Linked DNA regions of Anser cygnoides: region 2 is linked to region 1. The links are chromatin contacts, called in public Hi-C maps. All regions are on one chromosome and are shown on one strand. Each heading gives the region's core, a stretch centred on a gene start, on an enhancer-like site or on the middle of the called end of the contact. The rest is flanking DNA. Distances are from core to core; before and after follow the strand shown. Region 1 overlaps PAFAH1B1 (platelet activating factor acetylhydrolase 1b regulatory subunit 1). Region 2 holds the start of CCDC92B (coiled-coil domain containing 92B).

The links. Hi-C and Micro-C count contacts between places; a contact is called where the count stands out from the background.
Region 2: a contact with region 1 is called in a Hi-C map of liver, with 6 times the contacts expected there. The contact joins the promoter of CCDC92B here to the enhancer-like site in region 1. A contact is called at or near these places in 3 of 7 Hi-C or Micro-C datasets (all in liver).

Annotation. Positions count from the first base shown.
Region 1 is chr18:12,469,292-12,473,028 of Taihu_goose_T2T_genome, forward strand. It overlaps PAFAH1B1 (platelet activating factor acetylhydrolase 1b regulatory subunit 1), which reads left to right. Exons shown (of 11, transcript XM_066979524.1): 11 at 1,452-3,737. The coding sequence ends at 1,525. Among named protein-coding and RNA genes, the nearest start is that of PAFAH1B1, 33 kb to the left of the region's middle. Within about 2 kb of position 1,805, at least 1 of the 3 cell types and tissues checked has open chromatin away from gene starts, as enhancers often do. A contact at or near this core is called in liver, where this site is marked.
Region 2 is chr18:12,520,964-12,524,700 of Taihu_goose_T2T_genome, forward strand. CCDC92B (coiled-coil domain containing 92B) reads right to left here and starts at 1,950. Exons shown (of 1, transcript XM_048074055.2): 1 at 1-1,950. It overlaps CLUH (clustered mitochondria homolog), which reads right to left. Exons shown (of 28, transcript XM_066979502.1): 3 at 1,974-2,021.

The sequences.
Region 1 (3,737 bases), core at 555-3,054:
ATTAAAGCTGTGTATGCTAGGTTAGCAGTGGACCTGGAATTGGCTACTAAGGTTTTCTAATAAAACTAGTAGTTCTAATCAAGATTCGGGGTTTCTGACTCAACTTCACTCTTAATTTATTGAAAGCAGCTGATCAACAAGGGCTAAAGAAAGGTTAAAGAACATAAGTGTTAACATTAGATCCTTGGAATTGTCTGTTTCAGTTCATGGATTTATTTGCTGAACCTTTTCTGTACAATTAGGTGTTCCGAATCATAGAATCATTTAGGTTGGAAAAGACCTCTTAAGATATCTGGTCCATCCTTTAATCTAGCACTGCCAAGTCCAACATTAAACCATGTCACTAAGTAGTACGTGTACATGTTTTTTTGAAGACTTTCGGGGTTGGTGACTCAACTTCTTCCCTGGGCAGTCTGTTCCAATACTTCACAACCCTTTCAGCGAAGAAAATTTTTCCAGATATCCAACCTAAACCTCCCCTGGTGCATTTCAAAGCCAATTCCTTCTGTCTTTCACTTAGTGCTTGGAAGAAGAGACCAATCCCCACCTTGCTTATAGCTTGCTGTAAGGTAATTGTAAAGTGTGATAAGGTCTCCCCTGAAACGTCTTCTCTCCAAGTTAAACAACGCCAGCTCCTTCAGTCACTCCTCACAAGACTTGTTCTCTAGACCCTTCACCAGCTTCATTGCCCTTCTTTGGGCATGCTCCAGGGCCTCGATGTCCTTCTTGTAGTGAGGGTCCCAGAACTGAACACAGTACTTGAGGTGCGGCCTCACCAGAGCTGAGTACAGGGGAACGATAAGTTCCCTAGTCGTGCTGATTCGGATCCAAGCCAGGATGCCATTGGCCTTCTTGGCCACCTGGGCACACTGCTGCCTCATATTCAGCCGACTATCAACCAATACCCCCAGGTCCCTTTCCAATTGGCAGCTTTCCAGCCATTTTTCCCCCAGCCTTTTGACTCTTGACTCTTCATGGATAAACTTGAGTACTGTCTGCTGACCCACCCAGTCCAAAACTTACTTGCATATATGACATAATTTGGGATCTCGTGAGCAACACTACACTTTTTTTTAAACATCAGCTCTACTGTCTACAGCAAAAAGCAAAAGTTTCTTGACTTCTGATTCTAAACTTATATGTAAATAATGATGTTGTCTTCCGGTAATGTTCAAGGGCTTTATCACTTTTGAGGTATTTCAGACTTGTCTCTGTTATAACTTGATCAGATTTCTTTTCCATGGAAGCTCCTTTATAACTGAACTGAAAATAGATTTTCTTGCTTCACAAAACTTTACATTAGAGAATTTGCCTTCAAAACTGGATATGCAGAACTTTGAAATTTAGTCTTTGAAACGGTGTCATTTTTGGGGGAAAAGTAATGGCATTCAGTGAGAGAGGGAAATACTAAATTGCATTCATTCTTAACATACACTTTTCTTTCCTCACAGATTTCCACAAGACGGCACCATATGTGGTTACTGGAAGTGTAGATCAAACAGTAAAAGTGTGGGAGTGCCGTTGATTGAATTCACATTTGACCCCTTTTTCCTCTGGATGCACTCAGATACCATGGTTACCCATTGAGCTCTGTTTAAATAAATATTGTCCTTTCATGTAAATTATTCTGGATGTAGATTGAGCTTATTAAATGTTACACACAAAGTATTCATGCATGGTGAATCCAAATTGTATACTGTAAATTTACATACGTTGTCTAGAAGTACCATAGGTTTAAGAACATGGGCTGGCATTGGTCACATCAGACCTAAGAAGGCAGAAGTTGGATAATTGAAAATAGGGCACTTAACTGAATAGTTGACAGTGTCGTTCTATGTCGGATAATTATACCTGTTTTTCTTTCTGCTGTCTGTTGGTGCCTGAATTGGTGACCTCATTTGGGAAAAGTTTTGTAGGGCTCTTTCAGAAATGTGTATCTATGTAACATCACTTAAGTGTGCTTAATAAATCTTCTCTAAGAATACTAGATAATATGGCTGCAATTCAGAATCTTCTGAACCTTATATGTAATTAATGGAAATTAATTAAACTTTGGAATATTTGTCATGAAACATTTGCCAAATCAACAGAATACACTTGTTTTGGCCTCCTATCACACAAGGGTTGGTATATTTATATAACTGTAAACCTGAAATAAGACAACAAATCTTAGTAGCAGCTGATGTGATAAATGTATTTATTTTTTATTTGGTCATTCAATGGTTAAGCTGTGCTGTTAAACTAAGTTTAAATGTTTTTTTTTAATGCTAGACGAACTTCCAGGAGGAGTTGTCCATCCCACTAGAACTTAGTGATCTAATTTCCAATAGAGCTTAATCTCCCAAATGACTGCCATGGTACAACTTGCTGTTTGCTTTCAATGTTTGTTAGAGATGTGCAATTCCTATTACACAAGAGTATCAAAGTACACTTCCCTTATATTCACATGCAGGAGGTTTGGGGTATGCAAAGGTTTCTTGTTTTCTTTAGTGCCTCCTTGGAAACCCTTTTGAATATGAGGTTATATTTACCTTGACAAGACAATGTGGCTTGAATAAAAACTTAGTGGTTCGCATACTGAGAAATCTTGGGATACAGTATTTAAATGCTTTAAAGAAAGCACTAAATACCTTGAGGATCAGATTATAATGGCAGATACAAATTGATACAGGCTTCTAAAAGAAAAAGAAAACACCATCAACAAAACCAAGTCCATCTGTTGGAATGATCCTATCAAGTAAACTTTTAAAAATGAAAAAATAAATCATATCAACAAAACTAGCCCAACTTGGTTATTAGTATTTGCATTGTCTGGTGTATACAATTTTTAACTTGCATATCCCTAAAGTTATAAATTTTGACCTGCAGTGAATGAAAATATTATAAATTAATGTTTTAATCACCATTTTGTGACAAATTTCATTATAGATAACTAAGAATTCCAATACTTACTGAACTAACCAGGTCTTTTTAAAAATCCACTTTAAAATTTCCAGTATACTGAAGTACCAGTCTGATATTTTAACAGATGAAATTGTGCTTTTTTATTCATTTTGTTTAATACATGGCTTTTTAAACTGTCCCTTTTAAAAATAAAAATCCTTGACCAACATAGGGTTGTCTGGAGGGTGTACACACTAAGAAATTGGTGAGGGGTATAGTGGTTAATTTCCTACAGTCGCCCCCAAGAAGGATCCTTTCTTCTGCATGGAGGAGATGGATTTCAGTATTGTTTCCCTGCATAGACTTGCCTTTGGGAAGGGGTGGAGGAAATGGAGTTCTGATGTGTGGGTTTTTTTTGAGCCAGTTTAAGATTCAGGCTAACTTCTTAAATCCAGTGGTTTACGTAATTTTCAGTGTGTGTTTCTGCACTTAAGCATGCACAGATAAAGTATTTCTTTCTTTGTTAGCTGCTTGGACTGGAAAAATTTGCTGCTCTTTGTCTATTCAAGAATTCCAGATACACAAGTAGTGCATCTTAAAATTCCTCAGTGCATCTGCAATTGTTAAGTAATAAGTCCGTTTAATTCCTGATAGGACCTAGAAACTTTATTTAAGTATAACAAAAAACCACACTCATGTACATAACTCGTAAACATAACTGAGAAATTAAAGGTACCTATTAAGTGGAAATTGTCTACTGCATTTTTTTCCCTGTAGTATACAACTATACACAAGGGCAAACAACTAACTAAAGTCATGTAAGCAGCATCTAATTGCTTGTGTGAAACACCCTG
Region 2 (3,737 bases), core at 700-3,199, 52 kb after region 1:
CCGCAGGGGCCGCGGGCTCACCGCTGCCCCGGAGGTCGGGGGCGCCCCCTGGCAGCCCCCCAGCAGCGGGGCTCCTGAGCCGGGGCTGCGGCAGCACCGCCCAGCGCAGCGGCAGGCGGCCAGCACCTCTCGCGGCTGCGATGTACTCACCACGCCGTCACCCCTGGTTGCTGACGCCTGACCTGTTCGTCTTCTTTCTGCTCCCGGCAGCAGCTGGCTGCCAGCGACAGGGCGCTGACAGGACTTGTTCAAGCAGAGGCGCTGCTCCGAGTGGCAGGTTCCCCGCGGCTCCCACCCGCCACCTCTCCCTACACCCCGCAAGTGACGGGTGCCCTCCCTGCCCCGGCCCTGCTGAGTCACGCCGGTGGCACCCAAAAAAGCGTGATTTCACACCAGCCCTGCACGCTGCTCCCGAGCACCCTGCACCGCTCCAGCCAGCCTGTGTGGGCCCTGTGGCAGCTCCAGCCACGGCTCCCTCACCTGCCTGCGGGGGCACGGCACCGGCCACCGAGCCACGCACCCATCCTGCCTTCTACCCCGCCGTAGTAGCATCGAGAGACTGCATTTTTTAATTGTCCATCTGTAGAGCAATTTGGGTAACAAAACTTTGCATTTCCCTACTCCCTTCTGCCCAATGATCCTGAAAGGGCGGAGGGGCTGGGGACAGGGCTTTGGGGAGCACGGCAGCCACAGCGGCCCATCTCTCGGGGCTCCTCCAGGCAGCCTTCAGCCTGCTGTGGAAACGCACCGGCCCACCGAGGGTGCCCAGTATGAGGACAAGTCCTGCCCCACGGCCACGTGTGTCCCCGTGGGGACCCACCTCTGCACCAGGCAAGGTGCCCCCGGCAGGCCGGGCCGCGAGCCCCCCACGCAGCCCTCCCGTGGGGCCGAGGAGGGCAGCGCCCGTCACTGGGGACCAGCGCAGCGCACACGGCATGCCCAGGCGCACTCCCGTGGCTGTGAAAAAGCTCTGCTTTTTATGATACGCTTTGCAACCACTTTATAGCTTCAGCTCTTAAGTGTCTTCTGCAGAGGAAAAATGCTTTCTAATGAGATCTTAAGGGAGGCAGCTGCACACGGTAATTATTACATGAGTGGCATTTGAAGAGCGATCATTTGATGGCATCTTAATTTAGGTTGTTGCCCCATAAATGTAGCAAATGTGCTCGTACTCCTAAGCTGTTAAAAGGCTGAACGATGGGCAGAGGCCTGCGGGCAGTGCTCACTGCAGACGGTCCCTGCAGCACGGGCAGGGACGCGGGGCTGGGCTCGGGTCAGCGGCCAGGCCCCGGGAGAGGCGGTGGCCATGAGGATGGGGCAGTAACGCCGGGCAGGGGAGCCCGGGGTGGTTCTGAGGGATGCATTTCTGCAGGGCCTGGGCAGGGGCAGCATGGGCACCTCCCTCGCCACCGATCCACACCGGGACCTGGGGGTTAGCACATTGAGAAATGCGCCTTGGCCAGCTCTGCAGCGCTGATCCCGGCCCACAAGGCTCATGCCAGCAGCTTGCAGACATTCTGGGTGCACCAGCAATCCTCTCCCCTTATTATGGAACGTGGAAGATTATTTTGCGGGTCATAGTGAGGAACTGGTGGTGCCTTCAGGATGGTCTGCAGGGGTGAGAGGAGCTCAGGGGGTAACCGATAACCCCCTTGTTTGCTTTTTCCTGTGGCTCAAGGCTTTGCAGGCTTTGAGATGCTCCCTGGGGGTCCGTGGACTACCCCTAAGGCTCTGTGTAAGGGGATTAGCAAAGCAAACCCTATGGATCCTTGCTTTCACATGCAAAACCCTTTTTTTTTTTGCACAGGCATTTGAGGCCCTTTAACCTCGGTGCTAAGAGGCTGTGAACTGTGCACGTGGGCTTCCCAGCCCCACCACCCCTGAGGGCAAGGGGACCCCGTGCCCCCAGGCCCCGTGCGGGCAGCCCGCACCCCACACACCCCACTTAGCGCATGCAAACCGCGAGATCCTACCTTGCTGGCGGGCTTCCAGCTCTTTCATTTCAAGGTCGTGGGTCAGCTCTAGGAGAGAAATCAAACAGGGATGAGCCCAAGCCCCTGCCCCTGCCCGGCGCCTTCGCTGCTTCCCCTTTCCTGCTGCCCAGGCTGCCGCTCGCCCGGCACCTGCCGGGGCTGAGCCCTGGCTCCTCTGCCCGGCCACGGCGCCCGCCCCAGCGCTCCCAGCCGCGGCTGGTCCAGAGCCCGGTGCCTGGCAATCCGTGAGTTATTAGGCAGCCTCGGGACCTGCAGCAGCCCCTGCCCCTGGGATGTGACTGGTGCAGTCGCAGGTCCTGCCCCACCGCAGGCAGGAGAGGCTCCCTCACACCCATGGGGACTTCTTTTTTTGGAACCATTTTCGGTGCTTTAAATCAGGACAAAGAGCAAAGCAAGGGACTGAAAATAGACCAAAGTGTAAACTGCAGCCTGAAGTATTTCATAATGTACTGCTTCCAGCCTGCGCTCCCTGCCTCTGCACATTACGCAAGTGGGACGTCCTTGTCCCTGCGCTGTGCCTGGAGCAGGACGCTGCTGCACTGTTGCAGCACTACGTACGCTCCAAAAGCCTCTTCAAACCTGTCACTGTGCGCAGCCCGGTGGCCCACGGCTCTCCTGCCAAAGGGCCGAGGCTCCCCCAGGGCCCCCAGCTCCCCAGCACCCAGCCCTTCAGGGCTCGTACAGCAGGGAGGGCCCCCCACAGCCCCCGGGGCACCACAGCGGGGTGGCTGCAGTGCAGAAAGCACTTCACCCCCTACCTCGGGAACAAACCGCCGGAGCGTTCCCGCGGACAAACGGGCACCGAAGCACCCCACGGGATGCGCACACTGCGTGGCCACGGCCCCCGTGCGCCCACAGCACCCTGCCGAGCCCGCCAGGGACAGCGACAGGGCGAGCTCAGGGACCTGCTGGAGCTTGCCTTTAACCTGCGAACATTTACAATTTCTTTTGAATTAATACCACAGACTACTAGACTACCAGCAGCTAAGAGAGGAGAAGGAAAGAGCTAACAGCAGTAGTCAGTCATTTTGGAGCTCTTTTCTTTCTGAATATGAATTCAAATGGTTAATCTTTGCCCTACATTTTTCTTTTAATCTGCTTTCGTGTTGACTCTAATCCTCATCACTGCCATCCTTCTGAAGCGAAACGCTTGGCTCAGGCTCCTCTGCCCGTCTGTCTTAGAAAACAAATCTGTAGTGAGAATGCAGAAGTAACTGAGAACGTAATGCAATTTCTGGAAAGCTTTCAGCACTCCTGACTGCCCCATTGGAAATCAATGGTAGCTGCGTTATTTTTCTGAAGCTAAAATAATGGGTTTGGAGTCTCAGAGATATTCCAAATGAAATCTAAAGCAGTCTCCCGTTTGGAAAGACAGCGATGCTCTGCTGAATAACGCACAGAGCGGGCTCCTTGCTGCTGTGCCAGCCGCGGGGGTGCTGCAAACCGCCCCGGGCTGCGGGCTGGATGTGTGCGGCGGCAGCCCTGCCCCGGCTGCTCTGCCCTGGCCTTGCCACAGCGGGACGTGGCCGTGCCTCGGAGGGGCCGCAGCCCGCTCCAGCTCCGTGTTCCTCTCCCCTTGCACATCTCCATGGGGCTCCCCCCGCCGCCTGGGCTGGCCGGGCCCTGGCACCCCACCGGGCGCTGCGGTTGCGCTCTGCAGCGGCCAGGACGCCCTCGCCGCCCCCGGGGCCACGCGGTCCCAGCCGTGGGACACCATCCACGCCCTCGGGAGCAGCCGGGGCC